Linked DNA regions of Sus scrofa: regions 1, 2, 3, 4, 5 and 6 are each linked to region 7. A link is a contact called in public HiChIP or PLAC-seq data. All regions are on one chromosome and are shown on one strand. Each heading gives the region's core, a stretch centred on a gene start, on an enhancer-like site or on the middle of the called end of the contact. The rest is flanking DNA. Distances are from core to core; before and after follow the strand shown. Region 1 has its middle 140 kb from the start of BCL6. Region 2 has its middle 160 kb from the start of LPP. Region 3 has its middle 20 kb from the start of LPP. Region 4 has its middle 37 kb from the start of LPP. Region 5 has its middle 190 kb from the start of LPP. Region 6 has its middle 120 kb from the start of LPP. Region 7 has its middle 17 kb from the start of TPRG1.

Evidence for each region. HiChIP or PLAC-seq counts read pairs in DNA pulled down with a chosen protein or histone mark.
Region 1: a contact with region 7 is called in an H3K27ac HiChIP or PLAC-seq map of alveolar macrophages. The contact joins two enhancer-like sites. A contact is called at or near these places in 2 of 2 datasets of contacts at active chromatin or transcription factors (alveolar macrophages and skeletal muscle).
Region 2: a contact with region 7 is called in an H3K27ac HiChIP or PLAC-seq map of alveolar macrophages. The contact joins two enhancer-like sites. A contact is called at or near these places in 2 of 2 datasets of contacts at active chromatin or transcription factors (alveolar macrophages and skeletal muscle).
Region 3: an H3K27ac HiChIP or PLAC-seq map of alveolar macrophages shows a contact between it and region 7. The contact joins two enhancer-like sites. A contact is called at or near these places in 1 of 47 Hi-C or Micro-C datasets (embryonic fibroblasts) and 1 of 2 datasets of contacts at active chromatin or transcription factors (alveolar macrophages).
Region 4: a contact with region 7 is called in an H3K27ac HiChIP or PLAC-seq map of alveolar macrophages. The contact joins two enhancer-like sites. A contact is called at or near these places in 1 of 47 Hi-C or Micro-C datasets (embryonic fibroblasts) and 1 of 2 datasets of contacts at active chromatin or transcription factors (alveolar macrophages).
Region 5: a contact with region 7 is called in an H3K27ac HiChIP or PLAC-seq map of alveolar macrophages. The contact joins two enhancer-like sites. A contact is called at or near these places in 2 of 2 datasets of contacts at active chromatin or transcription factors (alveolar macrophages and skeletal muscle).
Region 6: a contact with region 7 is called in an H3K27ac HiChIP or PLAC-seq map of alveolar macrophages. The contact joins two enhancer-like sites. A contact is called at or near these places in 2 of 2 datasets of contacts at active chromatin or transcription factors (alveolar macrophages and skeletal muscle).

The regions. Positions count from the first base shown.
Region 1 is chr13:125,525,516-125,529,466 of Sscrofa11.1, forward strand. No RefSeq gene overlaps it. Among named protein-coding and RNA genes, the nearest start is that of BCL6, 140 kb to the left of the region's middle. Within about 2 kb of position 2,191, at least 26 of the 83 cell types and tissues checked have an H3K27ac peak or open chromatin away from gene starts, as enhancers often do. A contact at or near this core is called in alveolar macrophages, where this site is marked.
Region 2 is chr13:125,618,281-125,622,283 of Sscrofa11.1, forward strand. No RefSeq gene overlaps it. Among named protein-coding and RNA genes, the nearest start is that of LPP, 160 kb to the right of the region's middle. Within about 2 kb of position 1,286, at least 17 of the 83 cell types and tissues checked have an H3K27ac peak or open chromatin away from gene starts, as enhancers often do. A contact at or near this core is called in alveolar macrophages, where this site is marked.
Region 3 is chr13:125,760,451-125,764,260 of Sscrofa11.1, forward strand. No RefSeq gene overlaps it. Among named protein-coding and RNA genes, the nearest start is that of LPP, 20 kb to the right of the region's middle. Within about 2 kb of position 1,256, at least 9 of the 83 cell types and tissues checked have an H3K27ac peak or open chromatin away from gene starts, as enhancers often do. A contact at or near this core is called in alveolar macrophages, where this site is marked.
Region 4 is chr13:125,743,314-125,747,499 of Sscrofa11.1, forward strand. No RefSeq gene overlaps it. Among named protein-coding and RNA genes, the nearest start is that of LPP, 37 kb to the right of the region's middle. Within about 2 kb of position 1,543, at least 11 of the 83 cell types and tissues checked have an H3K27ac peak or open chromatin away from gene starts, as enhancers often do. A contact at or near this core is called in alveolar macrophages, where this site is marked.
Region 5 is chr13:125,594,189-125,597,950 of Sscrofa11.1, forward strand. No RefSeq gene overlaps it. Among named protein-coding and RNA genes, the nearest start is that of LPP, 190 kb to the right of the region's middle. Within about 2 kb of position 1,858, at least 8 of the 83 cell types and tissues checked have an H3K27ac peak or open chromatin away from gene starts, as enhancers often do. A contact at or near this core is called in alveolar macrophages and skeletal muscle, where this site is marked.
Region 6 is chr13:125,664,334-125,668,401 of Sscrofa11.1, forward strand. No RefSeq gene overlaps it. Among named protein-coding and RNA genes, the nearest start is that of LPP, 120 kb to the right of the region's middle. Within about 2 kb of position 1,563, at least 2 of the 83 cell types and tissues checked have an H3K27ac peak or open chromatin away from gene starts, as enhancers often do. A contact at or near this core is called in alveolar macrophages, where this site is marked.
Region 7 is chr13:126,510,835-126,514,682 of Sscrofa11.1, forward strand. No RefSeq gene overlaps it. Among named protein-coding and RNA genes, the nearest start is that of TPRG1, 17 kb to the right of the region's middle. Within about 2 kb of position 2,432, at least 14 of the 83 cell types and tissues checked have an H3K27ac peak or open chromatin away from gene starts, as enhancers often do. A contact at or near this core is called in alveolar macrophages and skeletal muscle, where this site is marked.

The DNA.
Region 1 (3,951 bases), core at 941-3,440, 990 kb before region 7:
ACAACCTCCTTCCCCAGATGAAATCACCTATCTACGTTCAAAGGGCTGAGGGATGGCACTTCAAATCCGCAACAGTCAACACGATAAGTATCATGTTAAAATTGACTTATGTTTACACAGTGCATGGATGGTTTGCAGGAAAAATTACCACATAATATAATTTATTTTATTCATTAAATGAATTTTGAGAAATGATTATGTGTCATCTTTGATAGGGTTACAAAAATGAATTGAACAAATATTTTTGCCCTAACATAACTTATGTGTTAGCCAGGGAGGTATAACACATGAATTCAATTAGTCTTCTTTCTGACTAATAATATCACAGTTTTGTGCCCTAGCCAAACAAACTACCAATTCACGGGTCACCAGACTTCACATGCTTTCCCTGCTTCTGCCTTTGTTCATAGTATTTCCTCTGATTGGCCTCCTCGTGCTTCTCATTGACTATTTATTTCCCCAAGCCAAAATCAAATGCAAATGTTTCCATGAAGACTTTTCTGATACCCCTAAACAGTAAGTGATCTCTCTCCCCTCTGTCCTTTATACAGGCTTTAAAATCTCATCCTTTGTATTTGGCTCCCTTATCTCTATGCTGGAGCTCCCTGGTAGATATGAGTGCTGAAGGCAGAATCTACATCTATGAAGCTGAGGATCCAGTTATGTCCTACCAAATGAGATCGTATTTTGATAAAGCTTGGCTAATTTCTATAGCAATTGTTACTTCTATTTCTCCTTCTTCCTCTCTTCATATGAAAATTGAAACATGGTTATGACGCAATTATTTGATATAGACATTAGAAAATATGATCCAAAAGCAAAGGGCTACATAAAATTCTTATTTTTTTGCCTAATACTTATTTTATTATCCTGCAAGCATTCTCAGACTTCCTGTGATGAAGATCATTCTCTTAGTTTCTAAGCAAGATCCCCTAAGGAATTAAAAGTTTGGGCAAGTTTCTGCTATGGAATAGCAGAGCTGGAAGGTACCTTAGGAATTATCTACTTCAATCAACAAGTTTTAAATATGGAGATATTGAGGCTTGGAAGGGAAATGTGGCTTGTTCAAGGTCACTAAGTGACTCAGGGGCCAAGCTGGACATAGGTCTCTTGGCAGTTACTGCAATGTCTCTGTCTATACACGAGGCCAAGTCACCAAGCTGACCCTGCTCTTGCCCAACACCCTGTCTGAATTTTCTGTCTGAAATGAGCCTAGACCATTATAAGCATTACAACAGGACTGCCAGAGGTGTGGCTAAGCAGATCATTTGCCCAGCCTTACACGAAATTGAAGAATCCTGTAATGGGGAAAGTATCTGGACAGAAGCAGTGTCACCAAGAGTTCCAAAGGAAGCACGCGGTGACCAACACAATACCAAGCCCAAAGACGACAGCCAGAGCTGATAAGGGACTGTGCCTTTAAAGTATAGACTCATGGAGCTGGGGAGAACCTTGGAAATTATCCAGAAGACAAAGCAGCACTGCAACATGAAGTCTTGTCTTCTAGAAATTACCCTGTTATTTACCTGTCATTAGTAAGTTACTCCCCTTCTCTAGTCCTCAGTTTCCAAGTGTACAAACTAAACAGGATGAGCTAGATGATACCCAAAGTACTTTTCAAATCTGAAAATTTTCTACTCTATAAAGCATCTGATTTCCTAGTTTGACACTTGAGGAAAAAGAGGCCTACAGAGGTTCAGTAACGTGCCTAAGGTCACACAGTGCTTCAGTGGCAGAGTAGTAACTGGAGTCTAGGCCAGCATTCTACCTACTGCCCCACATGGCTACAACCATCTCTTCCAAGCTGCCCTGGAGCCTTGTGGTGAATTGTGAAACTGCTGTCCCCAGACTCTCGCAATTGCCCTCTTCTTTATGCCTGTGGGACTGTTGGCAGCACACAGAGGGCTGTGGGAGAGAAGTCTGAGCGATCTCTGCCCTGGGAGTGGAGCAAGGATCAAATCAGCTCCTTTTTTTTCCTCACTCTAGTAGAAATGAAACCAAAACCAGCTCCTTAACTTAGAAGGCAGAGAGGCTAGAAGAGAGTGGCCCTCAGCCTCAGCTTATGCAGAGCCCTGGGATAGTGGCAGAGAAAGGCCCTTTTCCTGGGGGCAGGAGGATCTTTCACCTGAGTCTCTACAGAATGAAACCAGATGATGGCTGAGATCCAAAGCAAGGTGCTTGACCTAGGAGAAGCAACACTGGGTCAAGATGCAGAAAGACTCTCTGCAGCATGGCTCAGAAATGTGCTTCCTGAGTGACGTTGAGTCATTTCACATCCCATCAAAAATGGGGAAGGAATCATGCAGAAGAAAAAGAATTGTGCTTTAAATCTAATGTTACCTTTGAGCCTTACAATTGATCTTGGAGCCAGATACAGAAAGCATTTTCCTCACCTATTTCCTTTGCAAGACAGTAAAGAAGCTGTTTTTAAAAGCGATTGGGAGTTCCCTAGTGATCTAGCAGTTAAGGATTTGGCTTTGTCACTGCTGTGGCTTGGGTTCAGTCCCTGGCTCAGGAATTTATGTATGCCACAGGCACAGCCAAAAAGGGGAAAAAATTTAAAAGAAAAGTAATTGAAGTGGACCAGCTCTGAATATCAGACATTGTTATTAGCAAATGTGATAGATTTCACATCTTCATACTTTAAAGATGCATGTAACCTAGGTCTTCCTTTCTTTCTCAAGAGGAAGCCACATGGCTTCACAAACCCTCCTGCCAAGGAATCTCCTTTTTTTTTTTTTTTGTCTTTTTAGGGCTGCATCCGCAGCATATGGAAGTTCCCAAGCTAGGGGTCAAATTGGAGCTACAGCTGCTGGCCTGGCCACAGCCACAGCAACGCAGAATCCGAGACACATTTGAGACCTACACCACAGCTCATGGCAATGCTGGATCTTTAACCACTTTTCAAGGCCAGGGATTGAACCGGTGTCCTCAATGTATACTAGTTGGGTTCATTACCACTAAGCCACGACAGGAACTCCGGGAACATTTTTGGTAATCCTGCTTTTGATGTGACTTGCAAAAAAAGCAGAAGCAAAGATTACAGACACGCTGCTTGACGCCTAGTTCCCATTCCCTGTTGTTGAACGAATGTAATTAAAGGAAGAAAGGAAGCGGGTCTCCAGAGAGATATAATGTCTATTCCTAAGCCCTTTTTTTTTTTTTAATAAACTTCAGATAATCAGAAGTTCGAGGTCAGAGGATAACTTAAGGCCATCAGAAGTTGGCCAGATTGGACTCATATTCTCTAGAGAATTCTGGCCTTTTGGCAGCCAGATAGAGTGCTGAACGCCAAGCCAGGCTGTGTTTGGGCGCAGCTCCAGGCTCCAGCCCCTTGGGCCTGGGCTTCAAGATGCACAAGGATCCCGGCAGCAAGCAGGGTCCATTCCTGAACATACGCTTTTAATCAGAGACACTGGGACCTGGATGGGATGCCAGGCATAATTTAATTCCTCTCACTTTGCAGATGTAGAATCGAAGGCCAGAGTGGGGGACGGGACATGGATGATTGCACAAGATCTTTTGGCAATTTAGGACATCACTCGGTAGGATGGAAATGGGTAGCTTTGGGGTAGTAACCTGGCTCCAGATCCCAGCTCTGCCAATTATCTACTAGGAGACCTCAGGTAAGGCACTTAACCTCCCAGAATATCAATGTCATAATTTGTAAAACTTGGGTGGGGGGCATAATTATATGGCCTAAATTACAAGATTTTTATGATAGTTAAATGAGATTTTAAAATATCGAAGTGAAACTAACACAACATTGTAAATCAACTACATTCCTATCATTTTTTTAAAATACAAAAATGGAAAAAAAAAACCAAAGTGATTGGTAAACAGGAAGTCATTATTCATACTTTCATGTTGGGATTACATTATAATAAAACACACGTCCTAATAAAACCAGTGCACTTTTCTGAATGCCATCCTCATGCCAAATGCTTCACC
Region 2 (4,003 bases), core at 36-2,535, 890 kb before region 7:
ATACTCAAATCTTCAATAATTCTCTGTCATTAGTGGGGCTTTAAAACTTGTCTCAACCATTCAACAATGCCCCAACATCTACCAATCCATGCTATTCTCATCACCCATCTCCACAGCCCCCATACAGGGTCTGCTCATAGGTGATGCTCAGAAAAACGGAGTGATTAAATCAAAGGATCAAGCATTTCCAACAGGACATAAAGTTTCTCAAGAGCAAGATGCCTCTATTAACCACTCTGGTGCTGTGCTTCACACATGGTAAGTATTCAGCCAGGAGTTGACTTTTATGCCATACTCCCCCAGGGATGATGGAGCAATAGATGCGAAAATGTAGTGGAAGTAGTGTGAGCTTTGAAATCATTCAGATATACCTGCTTTGTGATCTTGGGAAAATGGCTTAACCTCCTGATCCTCATGTTCCCCATCTGAGGATAATACCACTGCTAAGGTGTTATTTTGAGGCCATCCTAAGGCCATTGTTACGGGAAATGGATGCCAAGGCTTTTGGCATTTGCCTGGTGCCGCAGGGGTTCCCCACCCACATTAGTTCCTTTTTTTCCTTTCCTTTCTGGGAGTCAGAGTCTGGCCAGCTTTACTTCTCCCTCAACCTCCTAGGAAGCAAACAGTGGTAAAGGAATTGGAACAGAGGCTGAGACCCATTCTCTTGTTCCAATCTGACCAGCAGATGGCAATACCCATGCCCTGTGGCTCCTACCCAAACCCTTTCCATCCTGATGGAGGGGAAGGTGACAGGAATAGGCTCATAGGATGACTCAGCTCCAGTGACTAAAGTGAGGAGGTGGTGGTGGTGGGAAGGCATGGGGGCTGGAGCGGAAATGAGTGAACCATATCTGATGAAGGATGTCTCCAAGATAAAGGGGCTTGGCCCTGGTGAGTTCCTGGCTCTGACGTGGTACAGACAGGCAGGGGCCTGAGCTCTCTCCCTTGACCCCCCTCACTTAATCTCACAGTGAGATAACTCCCTGCCAGCCCAGGGGAGCCTCCCAGGGCAGATGCTGGGGGTCTGTCTGCCCCCTGGAGGCTTTCAGCTCAAGGTCTGAGACACATCTGAACACCACTTTGGATGAACTGATTCTTAAAAAGTGTCCCATATCTCCAAAATCCATGTGTATGGGTTCTGATCCTGACAGCCTCCTGATTGCCAAACTTGGCCTCTCTCCTCGCCTGCAGACTGTTTTCTCCACCTATGCCACCCTTTTGATATCTCCAAGCCCTGCACATGCAACAAATTTAACACTGAACACTAAGTGCCCTCCCATCCACTTCTGTCATCCCTTCTCCTGGTTGGTTGGTTACCATCGACCCTATCACCCAGACTGGGCCCCTATCACTCCACTCTCCACGTCAGTTCCAGTTCCTGAATTTCTCACTCCAATTCCTCCTTGCCTTCCCCACCACAGCTGACTCTGGCTGGGCTTTTGTCATAATTTACTATGATGCTCCAGCATCTTCAAACTAGCCTCCATGCCTCCTATCTCTCTTCAGTCTTTCCCAGACTGTCTACAGAATGCTATGTCCAAACTCATTCCTAGTGTCGTTATCTCCCTGCTTAATATCCCTTAATGTGTTCCCAATCCCTATAAGACACAATTCAGGAGTTGCATGGTGGCATAGAAGCTTAAGGACCCAACATCATCCCTCCCATGGCTTGGGTCAATGCTGTGGCACAGGTTTGATCCCTGACCAGGGAACTTCTGCATGTGGCTGGAGCAGCCAAAAAGACACAGTTCAGACTCCTTAGTCTGTTGAATGAAGCCCTTCATGATCCAGGACACGCCCATTTTCTGGTTTCGCCTGCTGACCCCATCCTGCAAACTCTGATGCACAGAGACACTCCCTAGATTGGAGCCAGTCCTGAGTCCTGGCGTCACATGCACTCTTTCCACCTCTAGATCTGTGAACACGTTGTTCTTTCTATCAGGTGAGCACTTTTCTGCCTTTCACAAAATTATTTATCTTTCTAGATTCACTCAGTTTTCATCTCTGCTGGGTGGCCCTTTCAGATTCCCAGAAAGGAGTTGGCAGCTCCTTCTCTGAGCCCTCTCTCAAAACATGGTCACTCTCACTAAGCACCTGTTGGCGTGGTGAATTCTTGTTTATGTGTATCTGTCTTCACTGGACTGGGGATACATGGAGGCAAACCCTCCCAGAGAATACCTACTTAAATAGTTTTTGAATAAATGAAATGTTAAAAACAGGCATGAAGTAATAGTCAGTTTCGTCCTCTGATCCTCTGTGTTTCCATCCATAAACTAGGTATCTGATCCAGGTAACTTACAACTCTGTCAACCTCAGATTTTATACTGCATCATGCTTCCACTCAGCTCACACACCTGGCCCACTCAGCAGCAAGAGATATTGCTGAGTTATTTTTCCCAAGGAAGGAGTAGGACTGTGGGTCCACCCACACTGCAAAGTGGCTGTCGTCTCAGAAGCTCTGATTGAAGTCACAGAACTGCTCAAAGCCAATGCTCTACAGAGGGACTCAGAAACCCAGGACCTATACCACACAGGCTGGGACTCTGGTCACTTCCCCAGCAAGTCATAAGTATTGTCCACCCGTGTGGGGCTTGTCTGCAGGCACTCACATGGGTATGGCCACCAGCCTCAGGCAGGCACCAAGGGTGACACATCTGTGCAAAGGAAGCCACCCACACAGTCTCACCTCCCCCAGGTCATTCTCTGTGATCCCCGCACCTTCCGGCACCAACCCCACACTCACACACCCACAGTGCTGGGTTGTCTGCCTGAAAATCTAGAGCTCTACCCATCAGACCGTAGCATCTTTCAGGAGGTAAGACAGATGAACCCATAGGCTGGTGGCTCCCCTCCTCTGACCCCATCATCAGCTACCCCTCCCTAAACAGCTTCTGCCAGCGTGCTGGCGTGAGCAGACCCAAGTTCACCTCAAAGCTTTCTCTGAGAAAATAATTTGATCTCCCTGAGCCTCAGTTTTCTCACCTATAAAATGGCACTAATGGCCCTGACTACATTCTCTCCATAGGGATCACTAAGACGCAATGATCTAATACGTGTGAATGTGGCCCGTACACACAGGTTCAATGCAAACGTTCAGGATTTAAAAGAGTAATGGTGTTGATAGACACTACGTTCTGTTTCTAAGGAAAAGCACCTTTTCAAATAAAAAGGAACAGTTTAAATCCAAATATTTATTGAGTACATACTGTGTGCCAGATATAGTACAAGCGATTATTAATGATCTAAACAACACTTCCATAACTAAATTCAGCAGTGCTGTAGTTTAATTTTATGTCTGAAGTCAAAAGTTTCATGTTTTGAGATATATAATGTTCATGCATTTTACACCTGTGGGAATAGAAACATTATTTGCATAGATATAGATGTGTGTGTGTGTGCACGCACATGCGTGCATGCGTGCTCGAATTTGAAAGAAAAGAATACTGGCCCAGGAGGCAGGAATGAAGTATAATGACAAAAACCATGAGTTTGGGAATAAGACATACACACCTAGGTTCAAATCCTGACGATGGTTCTAGGACTTATTAGCTTTTTGACTTGAGACACATTTTGGTTCACTGAAGCCTCAGTGTCACCATATGAAACACGGAAATAATGAAAACTCCCTCAGCGGTCTGTTGTGCAAATTCAATCATGCACACAAAATATTGAATGGTCTCCAACTCAGAGAGGGCTCCACAGATGCTGCTGCCTCCAACCTTTGGCCTCCTTGTTCCTCTCATGCACTCCGTGACCTGGGGCCAGCCGCTCAGCCCCCAGCACAGATTTTTCTCATCTACAGAACGAGAGGGCTGGACTCGACTCCTGGATTCCTTCCAACCCCAGGATGCCAGTGTCGTAGGTCGAATATCTATTTTATGCATGTTCCTGGATTTCAATAATGAGCCCGACCCAGGCAAAGTCCCCTCAGCCTGGTATGTGCTCCACTTCCAAAGCGTTTCCCTTCTCTGAACGTGCCATTTGCCGGCTTTCGTATTTTCAA
Region 3 (3,810 bases), core at 6-2,505, 750 kb before region 7:
ACTATGAACTGGACTCAAAATGTAAAAATCATTATGAATTATTTTGAAAAGCCAAGTCTTTGTAAATCCTGAGTATGTAGTTACTTCATCCTCACAAAAAGCCAGCGCCTCTGCAGTTAAAAATCTGTTCCTCAGAACCATCCGTTACATTATTTTTCTCTGTGGTGAGCTTGTGCCCACAGTCTAAAATGGACACTTTCATTTCAGACCCATTTTATTTTATTTTATTTTATTTCCATTTTTAATTTTTTACTTTTTAGAGCCACACCTGTGGCATATGGAAGTTCCCAGGCTAGGGTTACGCCACAGCCACAGCGACGCCAGATCCCAGCCACCTCTGTGACCTACACTGCAGCTTGTGGCAATGCATGATCCTTAACCCACTGAGTGAGGTCAAGGATGGAACCTGCATCCTCATGGATGCTAGTCAGGTTCATAATCTGCTGAGCCACAATGGGAACTCTTCAGACCCATTTTGAAAGGCCCAGAGAGCTTGTCAACAGTCCAGATATCTTCACTAAAATAAGGGCTACTATTTCTTTCAGTGTTATGCATTATACGTATCCTTTAGTCTATGCTATGTAATAAGCCCGTTCAAAACCTTAGTGACCTCAAACAGTCATTAGCTCACAATTCTCGTGGTCAGTGATTCGGGCTGGGTTTAGCTGTGTGGTCATTCTGATGACCTTGCCTGGATACACTCATGCAATTCCAGTCAATTGGCAAGTCTGCTTGGAGCTGATTGCTGCTGGCTTATAGCAAGGCTGTGTGCCTGCATTGTTTAGCAGGTTAGCTCAGGCTTTTTCACATAGAGTTGAGTTTTATACAAAGAGAGAGAGGGCAAAAGCAGAAGCTGTGAGGTTTCCCAAGGCCTAGACTCAGAAGTTGCAAAACATTGGAGTTCCTGTTGTGGCTCAGTGGTTAACAAATCTGACTAGGAACCATGAGGTCATGGGTTCGATCCCCGGCCATGCTCAGTGGGTTAACAATCCAGCATTGCTGTGAGCTATGGTGTAGACTGCAGACGCAGCTCGGATCCCGCATTGCTATGGCTATGGCATAGGCCGGTGGCTACAGCTCCAATTAGACCTCTAGCCTGGGAACCTCCATATGCCGAGGGAGCGGTCTTAGAAAAGGCAAAAAGACAAAAAAAAAAAAAAAAAAAAAAAGAAGTTGCAAAATATATGGCTGCTGTATTCTTGTATCAGTCAAAGTCATGAGGCCAGCTAGATTCAAAGGGTGACTAAGTAAATTCCTCTTCTTTGTGGGAGGAAGAGCAAAGTAACATTGTAAAGAGACTATTGTAGCTCTCTTTGCAAACACAGTACACCTCTAACCAATGTCAGTTTTTGCTTAGAGATACTACAATTGATTTTCTTACTCCTTGATATTTCAACAAGGTCTAACATATGATAAATGCAGTTTGGGATCCAAAATACATACAAGTTGTAGAGAGAGTGAAAATAAATCAGAATTCTTCAGTCATCGGTGCTACTGTAAAGCCTAATCTCCTGCCCACAGTGTCTTGAGGTCTGGCCTGTGCATCTGCTTGCCTCATTAACCTGAGGCTTCTCTTAGGATTGCAGTTTGTCACATGTTACTGGGAAATGACCCATGAAATTTCCTCTGCTGGAGGTCTCTTAACCCATGCATGGTAGAGCCAATGAAGTCTTTAGAAATGTCCTGTGCTTGCTCCTTGCTAGCAACAATTATCTGTCCATAAATGAAATTTGCCTCAGAGAGAAGTGGTCAAATTTATAAAAACATAAAAATGGGGAGTTCCTGTTGTGTCTCAGCAGAAACGAATCATAATTACCCCTCAGACTCTGGTTCAATGGATCTAGAGTAGGTATTCACAGAGTAGTAGAGAATATAAGGTATGAACAGGAAGGAAAATGTAATAAAATTGCTTTTAATATAATAAAAATGTGATAGAAGAGGTATAGCAAAAGCACTGTAGGTATTCAAAAAAAGGAAGATATTTTTAGCTGGAGAGGGAGAAATCTAGAAAGACTTTCTAGAGAAAGAAAACTTTGACTTGAACTTGAGCAGTTGAGATATATTACAGATGTACTGAGGGATCACCTATGGTTGAATGAAGAAAATAGAATGTCTCTATCTCTGGGGATGCAGCAGTGCTGATGATTGGTCTCTGGCCTGTGTTGGCCACAGCAAAGTGTTAGAAGGAGACCTCTCTTGACACCTTTTTTTTTTTTTTTTTTTTTTTTTTTTGCTTTTTTGGGCTTCACCTACAATATGGAAGCTCCTAGACTAGGTGTTGAATTGGAGTTGGAGTTGCAGCTACTGACCTACACCATAGCCACATAGCTGCAGCAATAGCAATGCAGGATCCAAGCCATGTCAGTGACATACACCACAGCTTATGGCAAGGCTGGATCCTTAACCCACTGAGCCAGGCCAGGGATGGAACCCACATCCTCATGGATACTGGTTGGATTCGTAACCTGCTGAGTCACAACAGAAACTCCTTTTGATATTTCTTATCTGCCACATATTTGAATGTCAACTCAAAGTCATTGATATGAATTCCAGAAGACATGACACATACATACATGGAAACCATCCCTAAACCATAAAATTGGAAATAAATGCTAGCTGTTTGTGTTCTAGTAGATTATGCGTTTCATATCATCCAGTTTACACAGCATAACTATGGCCCTAACAGATTATCAATAAAATTCACATGGAATGAATTAAAAATTGGTCACTTAATTGGATCTGGGGCTACACATTGCGAAGACTGACTTGCCTGACTCAGAACTAGAGTGCAAGAAAACTTCATTGTTGATGGTTTGTCATGATGATGATGGAGTTTCTCAGAGGCTAGGACTGCTGAGTCATGGGGGCTCATACACTGACAGTAAGGCAAAAGGTTATTTGGGGACAGCTGTAGCTGCAGAAGGTGTGTCTCCACTTGAGAAGGCAAACAATCAGAGGTGAAGCCTTTAGCTCTAGGTTGCTCTGGAAAAAATAAGGAATACTATAGCAGAAACTAGGTGATGTGCAAATCAAGAAAGATTCAGACTGCGCATTCTTGTAAATATTAAGCATTATTAATAGTTACAGTACTTTGACATTATAGTATTCAGAACACAACAACTGAAGTCCCTAAAAGCCAAACTTGGCTTTGTCATCATTTTTAGGATTACAGAAGGCTAGATTTGGAAGGGGCCTTAGAGAGCTCTTAATCCAAACTCATTTCTTCTAATTTTAGAGCAAATGGTTCCTCTGGAGCCCAGGAAGCAAGTTGCCCAAGGCAAGATAGTAAGTTGTTCCAAATAAAGAAAGATACAACATGTTCTTTTGGTGCTTTTAAAAAAGAAACACTTAAGTATTTTCTTGGGTTTTCTATTTGTCAAGCCTAAAAATCTATTGATACTTAAAGCACTCGGTTGCTATATTAACCAAATTCAAAGCAATGCTACACAGCCAGTAAAAGAGAAGAAAGAGCATAGTGTTTCCACCATCTTTTGGACCTACCTCAAATCCTAGGACGAATGATGATTTAGTCCCTTAACGATCACCTATTGAGGCTTATTATAATCAAGGTATTTTCAAAACTCCCAAAGGCCTAGAAGAGCTCATAGTACAGCCAAGGCATTAGAATATTACCACTAATACTACTATTACTACTAATAACATAATAATGTGAGATATAACATGTTAAAGACTTGAAGAGACATACAGGGAGTTGAAGGAGGGCCAGAACAACAATGGTTCTGACTATGAGAGAAGTCTTTGCAGAGAAGATGACACCTGAACCGGCTTTGAAGGATTATAGGATTTGCC
Region 4 (4,186 bases), core at 293-2,792, 770 kb before region 7:
CTATCCCAGCTGCCTACCTCAAATGTATTTCAAGTGATTGCCTTGGTTTCCGATTGTTGCTCGGACAAATCACTCCAAAGTTACTAGCTTAAAATGACACTTTTTTTTTTTTTAACCATGGTATTCTATAGACCAGAGTCTGACAGGGGTCTTAATGGGCAAGATCTAGGTGTCAGCAGGATGTATGGTAGTTGTGCCTCCTAGTCTTTTCCAGATTCTAGAAGCTCCCCACACTCCTTGGATCATGGCCTCTCATTCTGTCTTCAAAGCAGCAATATCAGGCGTATCCTTCTCATACTGCCATCACTTTGGTTCTCTCTTACGATTTCCTCTTCCACTATAAAGTATTTTGGGGATAGCATAGGACCTACCTGAATAATCCAGGATGATTAAGGTCAGTTTATTAGCGACTTTGATTTCAACTGCCTCCTCAATTCCCCTTTGCCACATAACCTAAGATATTCACAGGTTCCAGAGATCGGGACATAGACACACAGTGGAAGAGAAATAAATTTCTATCTTATACAAACCACTGATTTTCAAGTCTTTGTTGCCCACAGCTGAGCCTAACGTATTCCTGTGACAGACACTTGTTGAATACCCACTGCCATGCCATGGTGGTGCTGGCTGGGGTCTGATAATACTGGATGATCTAATATTTCTGGTCCTCCAGAGGCCGTGAGACTCATCTTACAACATCACATGGCCCCAGAATCATCCACAAGCCCACAGTAATGCCACCAGAGAAGAAAGAGGCCATTCACCAATGAACTGACCACAGCTCCTGCTCCCCAGCCTCTCAGGTTTGCCTCAGCACAGAGAAGGATCAGGGTCAGGAAGAGACTTGCCCAGGTGTCCATAGAAGTTCATGGCATTGCCAAGACTAGAACCCAAGTCTCTGAATACCACTCCTCCATCACATTATTTTCCTGGGTTTTTCAAGGAAGGACATACTGGACATACTACCCTTGGTCCCTGGCACCCAGTCACAACCTCTGGCACAGGCCGAAGACCGTGTTTACCTCCATTGCAATGATTCCAGTGACATCAGAGACTTACAGAATTTGGCTGGCCTTTCTTTATTCTCTTTCTACCTCTGGGCTATGCATAGTGAAATTCTCTGATGGTATTCATTTTCCTGCCCTTCACACCCTCATGCTCCATTTTTCCTATTTGTTAAGTAAGTTCCTATGAGTACTTAATAGGACTTATGAGGTAACATGGATAGCCAAAGATCAAGTTAAGGGCTCAGGCTTGTGAAGTTATGTGATTCAGTGCCATCTTTGATTTTGTCCTCCTCTATCTCTCTGATTGTCAGCATTTCCATCTTGAAAAAAAAGGGGGGGGAGGAGACAGCAAATGTGCTTCAAAATACTTGCAAGGAACAGCTCATAAAACTCATTGTGAGGCACATTAGCACCGCACACAGTGTCATCTAACTGCTTATAATGAAATGTTGAGCAACTAGGAATCCAGCTCACCCCATCTGGCTCTGAGTCACACTCCCTAGTAACACTAAGTGAAAGTGAAGAGAACTTGCACCAGGCCAGGATACAAAGCCGGGAAGTGCCTGACAGCCAACCTCACATGGAGATGTGCCTGAGAGCCAGTGGACCTGGAAAACCTTCATAAAGCCATTTGCTTAAACCCTTTGCTCTGCTCTTCTTAAAGATCGATTTCCCAAGCTCTCTTTGGTAACTGTTTCTGGGTTACACACCCAGATAGTTGGAAAGACTTCCCTTATGTAATTCAAGTGTGTTTTCTTTGGCTCTGCCTTCAGTGGGAAGGGAAAAAATTTATTTGCATTTCCCCCATACCCCCACCTTTATAGTAATATCCTTTCTGATACCTCATGGCTGGTATTGAGATAGCTCTTCTATAGGACTTCTCAGTGTTCATTGCACATAAATGCAGTGGGGTGTGTGTGTGTGTGTGTGTGTGTGTGTGTGTGTGTGTGTGTGTGACATTTGCCAGGACTAGAACCCAGGTCTCTGAATACCACTCCTGCATCACATTATTTTCCTGGGTATTTTGATGAAGGACATATTGGACATAATCCCACAGGACAAACTCCCATAAGAGTGTTTTGTTGTTGCTGTTGTTGTTTTATGGCTGCACCTGCGGCATATGGAAGTTCCCAGGCCAGGGATTGAATCCAAGCCAAAGCTGCAACCTACACTGCAGCTGCAACAATACCAGATTCTTTAACACATTGTGCTGGGCCAGGGATCAAACCCACACCTCCACAGCAATCCGAGCCACTGCAGTCAGATTCTTAACCCACTACACTACAGTGGGACTCCCCCGTAAGAGTTTTCACATTGTGTTAAAAATGCTTGAGTCTGAGTGGTTTAGACCTGGATGAGATCTTATAGATCATTTCTTCAAAATATCTAAATTCTGCACATGAGAAGATTGTGGTTCTATATGGTCTTGCTCAAGGTTATACAATTAGTGTTGAGACAAAGAACTGTCAACCAGGCCTATGGAATTTTGATAATGATGTATCACTAGATAATATTTAGCTTATGCTAATTCCTAATTTTTACTTTCTTTGCATAATACCTCCTGATATTTGTAGAGCACTCATATTTATTTTGAGCAAAAGCAGTCATCCCCCTTCTTGTATAATAGTTGTTTACTCTTCTTCTGTCAGAGAACTCATTTTCCCTCAATTAAGCATAATCCTGCACATTCATGCCAACTTCTTTAACTTAAGGGGTCATATTGAATTGCAATTCTACTCTACTTGGTTTCATCTTAACTTTATGGAAGAGCTCCTATAAGCCAGTCGCTGTCACGTAGCACCTCATCTGATCCTCCAGACAACCCTATCTTAGGGATATTATTATTCACATCTTAGAGTGGAAACAAAATGAGTCAGAAAAAGATTAAGCAGTAGACCCAAGGCTGTCCATCTGCTGAGACCCATGTCTTCTCTTTTGTGCTTAGGACAGCATGTGACCTCTCACACAATGGCAGCCAACCCGCATAATTTTCTTCTAGCAGTAAGTCAAAGAATGGTGCTCTTTTTCCAACACACCTACCATGGAAGTAAATACTAAGTAGCATAATTAGCCAAGGCCAATAGGTAGAGAAAGTCACATACTCTTCAAGTTGAAGGTGAATGATAACTTCAACATTCCCCACAACAGAGGTTAGTGAGAAGAAAGTGTAACTTTTCCTTTCAATATATAGTCACAGCTATGTAAACAAGGAGGAAAATGAAGACGGTAGATGGTAGAAGATGCCTGGAGTCTGAATGAAGGAGTGGTTGTTTCTGAGGGGGATCAGGGAAAATGCCTTGGAGGAAGGCCCCAGGCATGCGTGAGCGGGAGGACTCAAAGAAGAAGACATCAGGGCACAGGCAGTTGAGCCAGATGTTAAGAGAAGGAGACCAAAGTGAGGACAGGTTTGGGAAAAGGCGTGAAATGAAGAACTCCTGAAATAACTGGGAGTAATAAGCTGGGGCGGGGGGAGATAGATAATTCTGGGTTTCCGTGTATCTGAAGGGTAACCAGTCTAAGGCAGGTGAGACTTGCTCTGTGAATTGAAAATTCCAAGTTATCGGTTAATTAGGTTATACACAGTCAGCAGTGGTCTCAGAAAAGCTAAGCCAAGAAGGAGGCACATGGTTTCTAACCATTAGACCTGCTCAGTAATGGCATGGCTTTCTTTGGAGAGAAAGCCACCCAGGAAACCCAGAGACCCCCCCCAGCCCAAGGAGCTGGGTTGTAGAAAGTATTTCTGCATTCTGGGGGGGATGGGCTTAGATAAACCCCAAAGGCACTTTCGTTTCTGATTTTCTAAAATTCCAAAAGCCCCACACAAGAAAGAACATTTCAGACTGGAGAACAACATGAGGGAGACTGGATCTCCTCAGAAGATGGGCCTTCCCTGTGCAAACAATGCTCTGTCTCCAAGTGAAAGGAATACTTTCCAAGGTACCATCCAGCCTGGGTCTTAAATTAGACCTAACAATGCTTTTGCATCTTATATTTTTTTACTGCCAAAAAAAAAAAAAACTTCAAGAAAATCATTACACTCCTTTTAACCTTCCATCCTAAATTTTACTGATTGTTGCATTAGAGGTGAATTTTGTACTGAATATATATCATTTGGCTGGTAAACTTATAGTCTGAGCTAATATACGCCACATCTGGAGTTCCCATCGTGGCTTAGAGGT
Region 5 (3,762 bases), core at 608-3,107, 920 kb before region 7:
AAGGCTAGAGAAGAAAGTGTTCAAAGAAGTCGGAAGGATCAACTCTTCTACTGAATTTTGCTGAATAGTCCAGTTAGTTGAGTACATTTTGGCTTCGCAAACAGCCTTGATGTTTAATAAGGGCTATTAAGTGGAATGGTAGCATGAGAAGAAATCTGGGGCGTTGCTGAGAAGAGAATGGGAGCTGACAAAAGGAGACAGGATATGTAGATTTTACTAGCTAAAAGTTTAGAAGGGAAACTAAAGTAATGGGGTAGTAGCTGCGTAGTCATATAGGATCAAGGGAAAGTTGTTTTTTAATAGTCACTGTATAGATATATTTGTTTGCTGATTGAATGGATGAAAGAGAGTAAGACAAAACAAATATTGCTGGAGAGAAGAACATGAAAGGAGACAGAATCCAGAGTACACAGGAATTGTTGACCTTAGAGGCTATGACATGTCCTCCACATCATAGGAAGGGGGCCGTGCATACGGATGCAGAGGCAGGTGAGTGAAGGAGTTGATGGTGGAAAGACGGAATCATTTCCTCTGACAGCAAAGAAGGAAGGTCATCATCCTGGTGGAAGGTCATCTCCTAGGATGGAAAGGGTGAAGCATGGTGGAGATTTAAGGAGGGAAGTAAAGGTATGAAAGAATCATTCCAGAGACTGAAAAAGTAAATTTGCTAGAAGTGTTATAGGGTGTTCTGGAAGGTCCATTGGAGGGTGGTGGTCATAAATTTAAAGCGAGCTGCTTGGCATGATCCTCCATGTTCTTAAGAGCATTCTTAGTTGCAAGCAAAGGAGGAGAGAGGGTATACCTACGTTTCACCAGACTGGGGTTTTGCCCAGTGAAGGAGGAAGCAGCAAGGGCACTTAGGCTCTTGAGAAAAGAAGGGCTAAGATGCAGAGCAGGAGTTCCCATTGTGGCTCAGTGGTCACTAACCTGACTAGTATCCATGAGGACATGCTCAGTGGATTAAGGATCAAGCATTCCCATGAGCTGTGGTGTAGGTCACAGATATGGCTCAGATCCCACGTTGCTATGGCTGTAGCGTAGGCCTGTACCTGCCGCTAAGATTTTATCCCTAGCCTGGGAACGTCCATATGGCACAAATGCCACCCTAAAAAGCAAAAAATAAATAAATAAATAAAGATGCAGAGCAGAGGCAGAGGGAGTTGGGGCTGGAATAAGGGTGAAGGCTAATCAGTAATACATCACTGGACTACACAGGTATCCAGACCATCTGCCTGGACCCATCAGTATATCAAGAGTTTTCCTTCTCCCAGAGAAGGGAGCTCATTACTGACTTCCCTTGGTTTTTCCACATCTAGAATCCCCCTTTCAGGGCTATGCAACCGATTAGAAACTGAGTGTTGGGCATGAAACTAGGTGGAAGAGTCAAGCCTGAACACAGAGGGGGATGTCTTCCCCACACTCTGCAGCCGAGTCTCACCACATGGCTTTGAACTCAGGGAAAGCATGGGGCAGGAGAACACCCCAGACATGCAGAGAAAAGACCCAGGTGTCTGTGGTATTCACCAGGTGAGAAAGTTCCCTCACACCCTGAGCCTCTGTTACCTCGTGTCATACCTCTGGCCCTGCCTAAAGTGCAGCTCTTTACACAGACCTGATGAAATGGTGAGTATAAACCATCTCTGTGCGAGAAACTGGAGATGTGAAAAATTATATGATTATGATATCTCTGTAGGTTGGTCTGCAACAATAGGCTTACACACCATTGGCCTTAAAATTGGAAACTAATGCAATGCTTAAAATGGAAGGCAAGGGCATTTCAAAACAGAAGCAATGGGAAGCAACTGCCTCTCTTTTTTTGTGCAACATCCTATGAACTCGTGGCTCTCACAGCCCAGGATATTGCCGCAGTTGGCAACCCAGTATGTTTTGAACAGCACAAGACTAATCCCTGAGTCACTCTATAATCCTGAGATAGCGATTTTATCTTTTGATACCTCAGTGGTCTTCCCTCTAAAGTGGGAAGAATTGTGCTTCTACTCAATTGATTGGGAATCCAGGAAGATTCAAAATTTTTTTAAGAAAAATAAATAACTGGAAAGTGTTCTGGGTTACTTTGAGAAGGAGTTGGTATACATGTGAAGTGTCACTATTATTAAGTGTGAGGCAGTCATTCCCACCCCCACCATGTCCCAGGGCTACAATGTGAGCTGTGTGACAGGCTATTTTTAAATTCTCATCTCTGGAAGCATATGGTCCTGTGTGGTGCCAAAAAGAGAACTGACCTGCTTCTGTTTGTTCACTTGTTTATTTTGATCTGGTGGAGCATTTTTTTACGTTGTTAAATGTTATCCTTTCTACCCTAAACTTTTAAAGTAAGGGCTGATGTTTTTCCGCAACACAGCCTAAAAGAGACCATGGCCAGTGTAACTTGCTTGGGCAATGGTAAATGACCATCTTGGGACAATGGTGTGTTTATATAGATCTCCTGCCTTTTGTGTTAGTGAAGAAAATTCAGGGTTTGCCTGGTTGATGATGATGATGGTGGTGATAATCCCTTTTGTTTTTATGTTTTAATAATAACAACTGCTATTGACTGAAGCTCTTTCCTGCTCCACCTGACTTCACCCTCTTATTGGCTACTTGGCAAGACTGTCCTGAATCGAGTCAAACTTCCTACTTGTTGGATTTGATTTCTGACAAGGAATCCCTGGAAAGATATCCAGCTGCTCAGCTGAAAAAGGAAAGAGGTGCAAACACCCATATTATGGGTTTATGGAAGCTAATTTTTTTTTTTGCAAAAGCAAAAAAATAAAAATAAAAAAATAAAAGAAGATCCCATAGGTCTTTCTTTTTTTAACTTATTTGTCTTTTCTGGAATCAAACTCTTTTGTCTTTGGGTCAAGTGATGAATAAAAATAGAAACGATGAAATTTTGTGGCATTTTACTTATTTAATGTAAAAGGTAACTTATAAATGAGGATGATGAGGAAAACTTGGAAATCAGGGCCTGCACCTCCAATTAAGACTGAATCAGGAAGATGTGAGAGGAATATAAAAAGTTCTGTATAACCCTGGGGGCCAATAGGAGAGTCCATCAGGAAAATTCACAAAAGGTGAAAATGCTAAAATTGTGAAGCTACAGACACGTCTAACCACAAAAGTCTTCCTCAAGCGGTGGTGAACATCCTTCACTGGAGAAGTTCAAGAAGAGAATGGATGAGTGCTTGCTGGGGATATTGGATGAGAAATTCTGAAATTGCTCCTATGTGTGAACAGGTATGGTCTTGTCTATCTCCTAACGTCTATGGATCAGCCGGCAACTTCAAATCCTTTTTTCTGGAGAGGAAAGTAGACACTTCGAGACCAATTTGGGTTTTCAAGAATTTTCCAGTGTATGTACAAAGATGCTCCCTATTTCCTTGCCCCCTCTTTGCCCAATTTAACTCAAATCCCACAGTTTAGACATGAACAGAAGAAAGAGGATTAAGCATATGACTTGTCCTCCCCTTACAAACAGAACGATCTTTCACTTACATGTATTTCTTTCTCTTAACATTTCCATTGGTCTGCTCCAAACCACATCACCCCAAGCTTGGGCTCCTCGGTACCAGCTCTCTTCTCTCCTATATCACCCAACAGGTCCATCCTTCACGTATGAGTGCCCTTAAATCATCATTTCATCATAACCTATAGTTGATCTAAATACTGTCCTGACTTTCCATTTCCTGTAACTCTCCTCCAGTTCTTAAGTCCATAACTCAAGCTTCATGGGGAGTCTAACTCCAAATAGATCGCTCAACC
Region 6 (4,068 bases), core at 313-2,812, 850 kb before region 7:
CTAAAAGCAGGGTAAAATGTTGAATTCTCTCTTTCTGCTACACAACAGCATCTGTCACCAATGAAAAGGCAGGACTACCAATATGCCTTGGTAAACAAGGGCAATTCTCACCTCATCTAGGAAGCTGTTTAAATTTTCCAGAGGTTTGCCACAAGTTAGAGGAAGGCCAGGTTAGGCAGCATAAGAAGGCTTCAAAGTTTTGTTTTGTTTGTTTGTTTGTTTGTTGTTTTTTGTTTTTTTCAAAGTTTTGTTTTGACATCTTATATTTTATAATCCTGTGGGACTTTGAAGAAGTGGTAGGGTCCAGAAGGTGTTTGAATATACCTGTCTAGGTCTGAGAAAAGGTAACAATTCAGGCCTCATCAGCATACAAATGATAATAGAAGTGAGAGTGTTTATAAGGTTTCCCAGACAAGTTAGAAAGTGAGAAGAGAAATGCACTAAAGACAGATACTTAAGGAACACCATTATTTTATAAGCATGGGGAAAAGTGCCCACAAATGAGAGCAGGAAGCTATAATCAAAAAGAAAGGAAAAATGAAGGAAGGAAGGAAGAAGAAAAAGGAAAGAAAGAAAGAGAGAGAGAGAGAGAGAAAGAGAGAGAGAGAGAGAGAGGAAGGATAGAAGAGAGAGAGAAGGAAGGAAGCCTGGGATTTGAAAGTTTCAAAGAGGAAGGAAGCAGAGAAACTGTAGAGTGATATGTAAGTCTAAAAAAATAAAGGCTGAAAAGTGTTCATGGATTTTGGTAATTAGGAAGTCCTTTTTGATCATTTGGGGTTTTCTGGCCACACCCATGGCATGTGGAAATTTCTGGGCCAGGGATCAAACCCACCCAGTATCGCCCCAAGTCACTGCAGTGACAAAGCCAGATACTTAACCTCCTGCACCATGAGGGAACTCCTAGAAAGCCCTTTGTGATTTTAATGAAAGCAGTTTCCCTATGATTGTTACAAATCAGTATTAAGCCAAAACAGAGGACAGGCGTTTCCAAAACGTGAATAAAAATGGAAGAAGAAAGATAAGGCAGCAGCTTGGGGATATAGCATCCATGAGGTAAGTTTGTTTTGTTCTCTGTTATTAAGAAAGAAGTTTGAGTATGTTTATCAGCTAAAGGAAAGAAATCAATAGAAAAAATATGGAAGATATAAGAGAAAGAGGGACTCTAGCAATACATAAAAAGGATTATACACCATCACCAAGGGATATTTATCCCAAGGATTGACAGTTGGCTCAACATATGAAAATCAAAGCATCCTATTAATAGAATAAAAAGCAAAAAATGACCATCTCAGCATACACAGAAAAAGTATTTAACAAAATCCAACACCTTGTCACGATTTTTTTTTTAAAAAAAGGAAAACACTCAACAAGTTAGAAATAGAAGGAATCTTCCTCAGTCTGATAAAGGACATCTATGAAAACCCTAGCTAACATTAAACTTACTGGTCAAAGACTGAAAGCTGTCTTCCTAAGATGTTTAACAAGACAAGAACATCCAGTCAGTACATGTGGTCAGTATTGCACTAGAGATTTTAGCCAGGGCAATTAGGCAAGAAAAAAAAAAAAAAAATACACTCCCAGATTGAGAAGGAAGAAGTAAAACTACTTCTAACTGCACATGACATAATCTTGTATATAAGAAAACCTATGTAATCCACAAAAAATAATTTTATTTATTTATTTATTGCTTTTATGGCCTCAGCCATGACATATGGAAGTTCCTGGGCCAGGGATTGAATCCACACTGCAGCTGCAACCTGTGCCACAGCTGTGGCCACACTGGATCTTTAACCCACTGCACCAGGCCAAGGATCAAACCCACATCTCCACAGCTGCCCAAGCCACTGTAGTTGGATTCCTAACCTGCACTGTAGCAGGAACTCCCACCAAAATACTTTTAAAACTAATAACAAGTTCAGTAAAGTTGCAGGATACAAAATCTATATATAAAAACCAATTATATTTTTAGACACTAGTAATGAAAAATCTAAAAATGAAATTAGGAAAATAACCCCATTTAGAATAATATTAAAAAGAATAAAATCCTTAGGAATAAATTTAACAAAAGGAATACAAAATTTGTTTTCTTTATCGAAAACTAAAACACATTGTTAAAAGAAACTAAAGATCTAAATAAATGGTAATACATCCCATGTTCATGAATCAAAGATGGAATATTGTGTCAACACTCCCCCGAATAATCTAGAGATATAGTGCAATCTCTTGTCAAAATCCTAGCTGTTTTTTGTAGAAATTGGCGGTTGATCATAGTAATCAGATGGAAACACAAGGGACTCAGAATTGCCAAATGATCTTGAACAACAGCAAAGTTGGAGAACTCACAGGTCTCGATTTCAAAATTTACTACTAAGCTATAGTAATCAAGATAGTGATCACATTGCTAATCCATTCCAAAGGCAATAGTCTGCATCTATTAAACCCAAGCACCCCATCCATCCCGCTCCCTCCCCCTCCCCCTTGGCAGTCACAAGTCTATTCTCCAAGTCCATGATTTTCTTTTCTGTGGAAAGGTTCATTTGTGCTATACATTAGATTCCAGATGTAAGTGATATCATATGGTATTTGTCTTTCTGTTTCTGACTTACTTCACTCAGTGTCAGAGTGTCTAGTTCCATCCATGTTGCTGCAAAAGGCATTATTTTGGCTGTGTAGCACTGGAACTATGTCTGGTCACTTATGATGGAGCATTTATAATGTGAGAAAAAAGTACATGTACATGTAAGTGAAACTGGGTCACCATGCTGTACGATAGAAAATTGACAGAACACTGTAAACCAGCTATAATGGAAAAAAAATTAAAATCATTATATAGCAAAATAAAAAAGACAGTGATCACTGAAGAAAACAAGACATAGAGGTCAATGGAACAAAGTTGAGAATCAGAAATAATGAGAATGGGGGGAGTTACCGTTGCGGTTCAATGGGTTACAAACCTAAACGGTATCCATGAGGATGTGGGTTTAATTCCTGGCCTCCTTCAGTGGGTTAAGGATCTGGCATTGCCATGAGCTGTGGTATAGGTTGAAGATATGGCTACGATCTGGCGTTGCTGTGGCTGTGGTGGAAACCAGCAGCTGCAGCTCCAATTTGACCCCCTAACCTGGGAACTTCCATATGCTGAAAGTGCAGCCCTAAAAGATAAAAAAAAAAAAAAAAGCAAGGAAGAAAAAAGAAAGAAAGAGTGAGAATGGGAATGAGGATAGACTGCTAATGGGTGCACCAGGGTTTCTAAATGTGATAATGAAAATATTCTAAAATTGGACAGTGAGGATTAATACCAAACTTAATCAGGACACTAGAAAACACTGAATTTTATACTTTAAAAGGGGGAGGTTTATGGTATGTGAATTACTTCTTAATGAAGCCATTATTAAAAAGAAGGAGACTAATTGAGTAAAGCCCTGCAGGACATAAAGACTAAATCTCCATGTCGGAGGAGCCCCTAACTTTGAAGTGTTCTACGACTCAGAGAAGGAAGTAAGGGCCTGTATGAAGGTAGGTTTGCAGGTGTTGGGGGTGGGATGGTGGGAGGAAATGAGGTGCCTCAATTTTCTACAAATTAGATATCATATTGATTTCGGAAGCCAGGACTTGGACTTGGAAATTAGGTAGAGAACTGGAAGAAAAAGATAATAAAATTAGGCAAAGACCCTAAAGACAATGAAGAGGAAGCTGCTTAAACATAAACAAAAGAAGGACGTTGGGATTTAAAAAGACTTTGCATGGCATTTGACCCTTGGCCTGGCAGGGCATGTTCTTTCCTTTCAGCACCTCTGTCCTCCCTAAAAGAGGCCAAAGAAGATAGCATTGCTGGTACACTATCCAAACAGGCAAACAGGCATGTCTGGAGGGTCCCTCAGGGCAGCACATGACCCATTTTCAACATCACTGGCCAAAGTGCAACAAGGTCAAGTACTGCAAATATTTGTGATTAGGAGGAGTCTTTCCTCCAAAACTTGTCATGTGATAGTTCTGGATTAACAGAAAATTCAAACACGAGCAATACAGCCCAGCATCCTTCATGATCCTAGTATTAGGATAATTGTG
Region 7 (3,848 bases), core at 1,182-3,681:
TTCAGTTGCAAAGCCTGTGAGTCTAACTTCTTTGAGTCCCACTTCTTACAAGTGCTGGGCACAGGGAGTCAGGCTGGGCTCCTATGTGCAGGAGACGTGTCTTGTCGGAGCAGATGGAGTGTGTCTATCATGGCAGCGGCGTCACCAGTCTGGTCACTTCAGATGTCTCTCCAATTAACACTCCTGGCGGCAGCCAACTGCTCAGGCAGCAGAACATGCTGGTGGGGAAGATGGCGGGAACTCCTGGGCCCGCTGCCACGCCTATTATCCAAGCTGGGGAGTGGGAGGGTCCGGCCAGACTTAGGGGTGTGTGGGAGGTGGGAGGAGGGGTGGATAAAAATGGGAGGTGGAATGCGTGCGGGGAGATTTCTTTAGCTGTCGAGTCCTAGAAAGTCAGGGATGGAGAATGCTTATCTTGTCACAGCCCTTACTCTCATCTTCGATTTCACTTCCTTCTATACTTCCGTCCTACCTGACCTGGATTGGGACATCTTCCTCTCTTTTTCTTGCTTCCTGAGTGATCTCCCTGCCTTCTATTTCTTTTTCTCTTCAAACTGGGCCCTGTAAGACAGACAGAGGGAGGGTTTTTTTGGTTTTTTTTTTTTTTTTTCTTTTCTTTTTAGGCCCACACTTGCGGCATATGGAAGTTCCCAGGCTAGGGGTGCAATTGGATCTCTAGCCACTGGCCTATATATACCACAGCCACAGCAACTCGGGATCCGAGCCGTGTCTGCGACCTACACCACAGCTCATGGCAACACTGGATTCTTAACCCACTGAGCGAGACCAGGGATCAAATCCACATCCTTGTGGATGATAAGGAGGCCAGGGACTGAACCCACATCCTCTTGGATCCTAGTTGGGTTTGCTAAGCGCTGAGCCATGAAGGGAACTCCAGAGGGAGATTTCTAAAACGCAAATGTGACCATCTTATTCTTCTACATTTCCAGCATTTCCCATTGCCTTCAGGAAAAAACAAAAACAAAAAACAAAGAACAATAAAACATAGTAACTCCAGAATCTGAAATATACAAAGCCTGAGGGCCCTGGAGATCTGATTTGCTTCTTCTCTTGTCTTCTCTGCCCTTCTCACCCCCAGTTTCTTGTCCTTGGTTAATTACTTGAAATTCTCCAAACTCTCCTATTTCCGTGTTCTTCTCTCCGCATCCCGCCCACAGCTTGGTGCTCAGCCTTGAAAATTCAACGTGGCGGTCACTTCTTCTGGGACACACTGTAGGACCAGCCTCTCTGCAGCCACATCACCGCAAGGTGACTGCTACTTGACCATTGAGGTGATTATTTTTCAACATCACACTGCCTCACTACCCTGTGAACTTTCCGAGAGATGGGAACGCATCGCAGCCATTGCCTTTATGGAGGCAGAACTGCCTTTGACATCAGCGACCCTACTGACCTCTGAGTTAATTTCACCCATGTGGCCATTCCTTGGGCTGTGACCTTGGTCAAGGAGAACCACTTCACCTGAAAGCAGGTATGTGGTAAATGTGGGGTGAGTGAGTGTAAGTCCCCTATATTTCACAGAGGAGGAAACAGGCCCAGAAAAAAGAGGTGACCCACTGGAACTCTCACAGAGGGAGGGTCCAGGGACTTCTCCATTCCTGGTCCAAAGCTGATCCCACTAACCCACATGCTCAGAGAGTCCCAAGGCAACCCACCTCTTGTGGGAGAGGGCAGCAGAGGGTCCTCCCTGGGTGGTGTGTGTGCACATAAGGGAGGTCCCCAACTTCAGCTGGGCTTGCCACATCTCCAGGCAATCATGGAATTCCTGGATGTGAGGGCTGGGTATTGAGCGATGAGCAACCGTGCAGTCAGGCTGGCACATGGGAGAGCAAAATCATCTAAAAGAGGAAGCCTGGAGACTTGGCAGCAGTGGGAGGTGTTTAGAGTAAAAAGAAGTGGCCCTTAGCCGCCATCCATACTGACTCAGGTGTGCCTGTTACCTGTGGGTCTTACTGGCCAGGCCGGCGCATAGGGCCACCCAGAGCCTTCGTCCCCCGAGCACATTGAAAATCCCTGTCTGTGTTGTTCTTGGGAGGGAAGGTTTGGCTTGGAGTAGTTTTTCCTGAAAAATCAAAACAACTCCTCAGAGTGGGCCCAGCTTCCAGGGGCCGCCTGAGAGCCGGGCACACTTCCCTTGGCTGGGGTGTGAGTGTACCGGTTTCTGGAGTGGAGGGGGCATCTGAGGGTCACGCAGCGGGGAATCCAAACCTCTGAGCCTGATTTACAGCTCAGGGCCTCCACTCTCCTCCCCACCAGCCCACATAAACCCCCCCAATTTCCTCCTCTGCGCGCCAGCACGCCTCAGAGCTGGGAAATGGGATCTCACCAGTGGCTTTTTCTGGGCTTATGTATGGATTCTTTCCTGAGAGGATGGCAGAGGGGAGCAGAAGTGGTTCTTCAAAATGTGAGCAGGAGAGCGTCATGGTGAGTCAGAGAAGGACAAGCCTGAGACAGCTTGGAGATCAGCCAGCTCAGAGCTCCTATTTGCCTTCTTTCTTTCCTTTTCTACTCTTTATTTCCCCCTTTCCTTTTCCTTTTTTTTTTTTTTTTTCTTGTGGCTTCCACACAAAATCTTATATGGATTGCCAATGGATTAAACTTCAAAATGGAAGTGCTCCAGGCATTCCCTGGCGGGGCAGTGGGTTACAGATCTGGCATTGTCACGGCTGTGGTGAGGGCTGCAGCTGTGGTGCAGGTTCGATCCCTGGCCGGGGAAATTCTGCATACTGTGGGTATGACCAAAAAAAAAAAAAAAAAAGGCAGCATTCCAGGCAATTGTGTGTTAGGAGCTTCTGGCCTCCCCTTCTGAGCTTCCCTCTTCTCTGACCCTTATAGAGACTCATGAGGCCCCTCCTCAGATCACTGGACTTCACAGACAGCAGCTTGGAAACCTCTGCTGTGATCCAACTCCCTTATTTCACACAGGAGGTTACGAAGGCCCAAGGAGGCTATGGAGCTATTAAAGGCCAAACAGGGATTTAGTGATGGAGTTGGGCTCTCCCAGGCCCCCTCCTGGCTTTCCAGCCTCTTTCCAGTAACTTGTACAAGATTCCATGGAGACCTTGTAAAGGCTTAGCCTGGCCCTGGTTTCTGTGGTGCATAAATCTTATTTTCATTAAGGAAAAAAACCAATTAGAACTGAAGAAGCCCTGGGTCAGTAACTCTGGGAAATAAGCACCAAGTCAGCATGGCTTCTTGACCCCTTTGGCTCTGGTACTGGGATTCCTCTGCCTTTATTTAGAACCTGGGTTCAATCTGGCCTTCCTTGGCCTGAGGCCCTTGACACCTCAAGCTCTGGGGCCTGAAATTCTGTGACTATCCCTATCTCTGCCCCAAGCTTGTGTCTTTTCCCCTGCCAAGGGGTTAGGTCCTGCCCATTTCTAGCCCCAGAGATCCCTTTTATGGCCCCACTTATGGAGGCCAAGCCAGGACCCCGGCCTGCCCTGGCTGTGTCCAGCTGCCCTTTCAGAAGGCCAGCATCAGAATAAGATCCCTGACAGCCTGCTGTTCCGGGGCAGGGAAACCAAGCCGCTTCCTTCCTGAAGGCCTGGAGTCTGAAGGCACAAGAAGCTGAAGCATTAGCATTTTGCCTGTTCTCTTCCACACCCTTCCTCCTCCACAGCAACCCTAAACTGGCCCTTCATATCCTCAGCCTCCTGGACCCCTCCCAGTAGTGCCTAGGCCCAGGCCTGAGGGCTTTTCTGCAGCCCAGGAACAGAGTCAGGCTGGCCTCTAGGCCTAAGGCTTCTACAGCCACAGACCAACTCCACCAAACCCTGACCGGGAAGCCCCAGGCCATGGTTGAGGGGTTGTGAGCTGTAAGACTT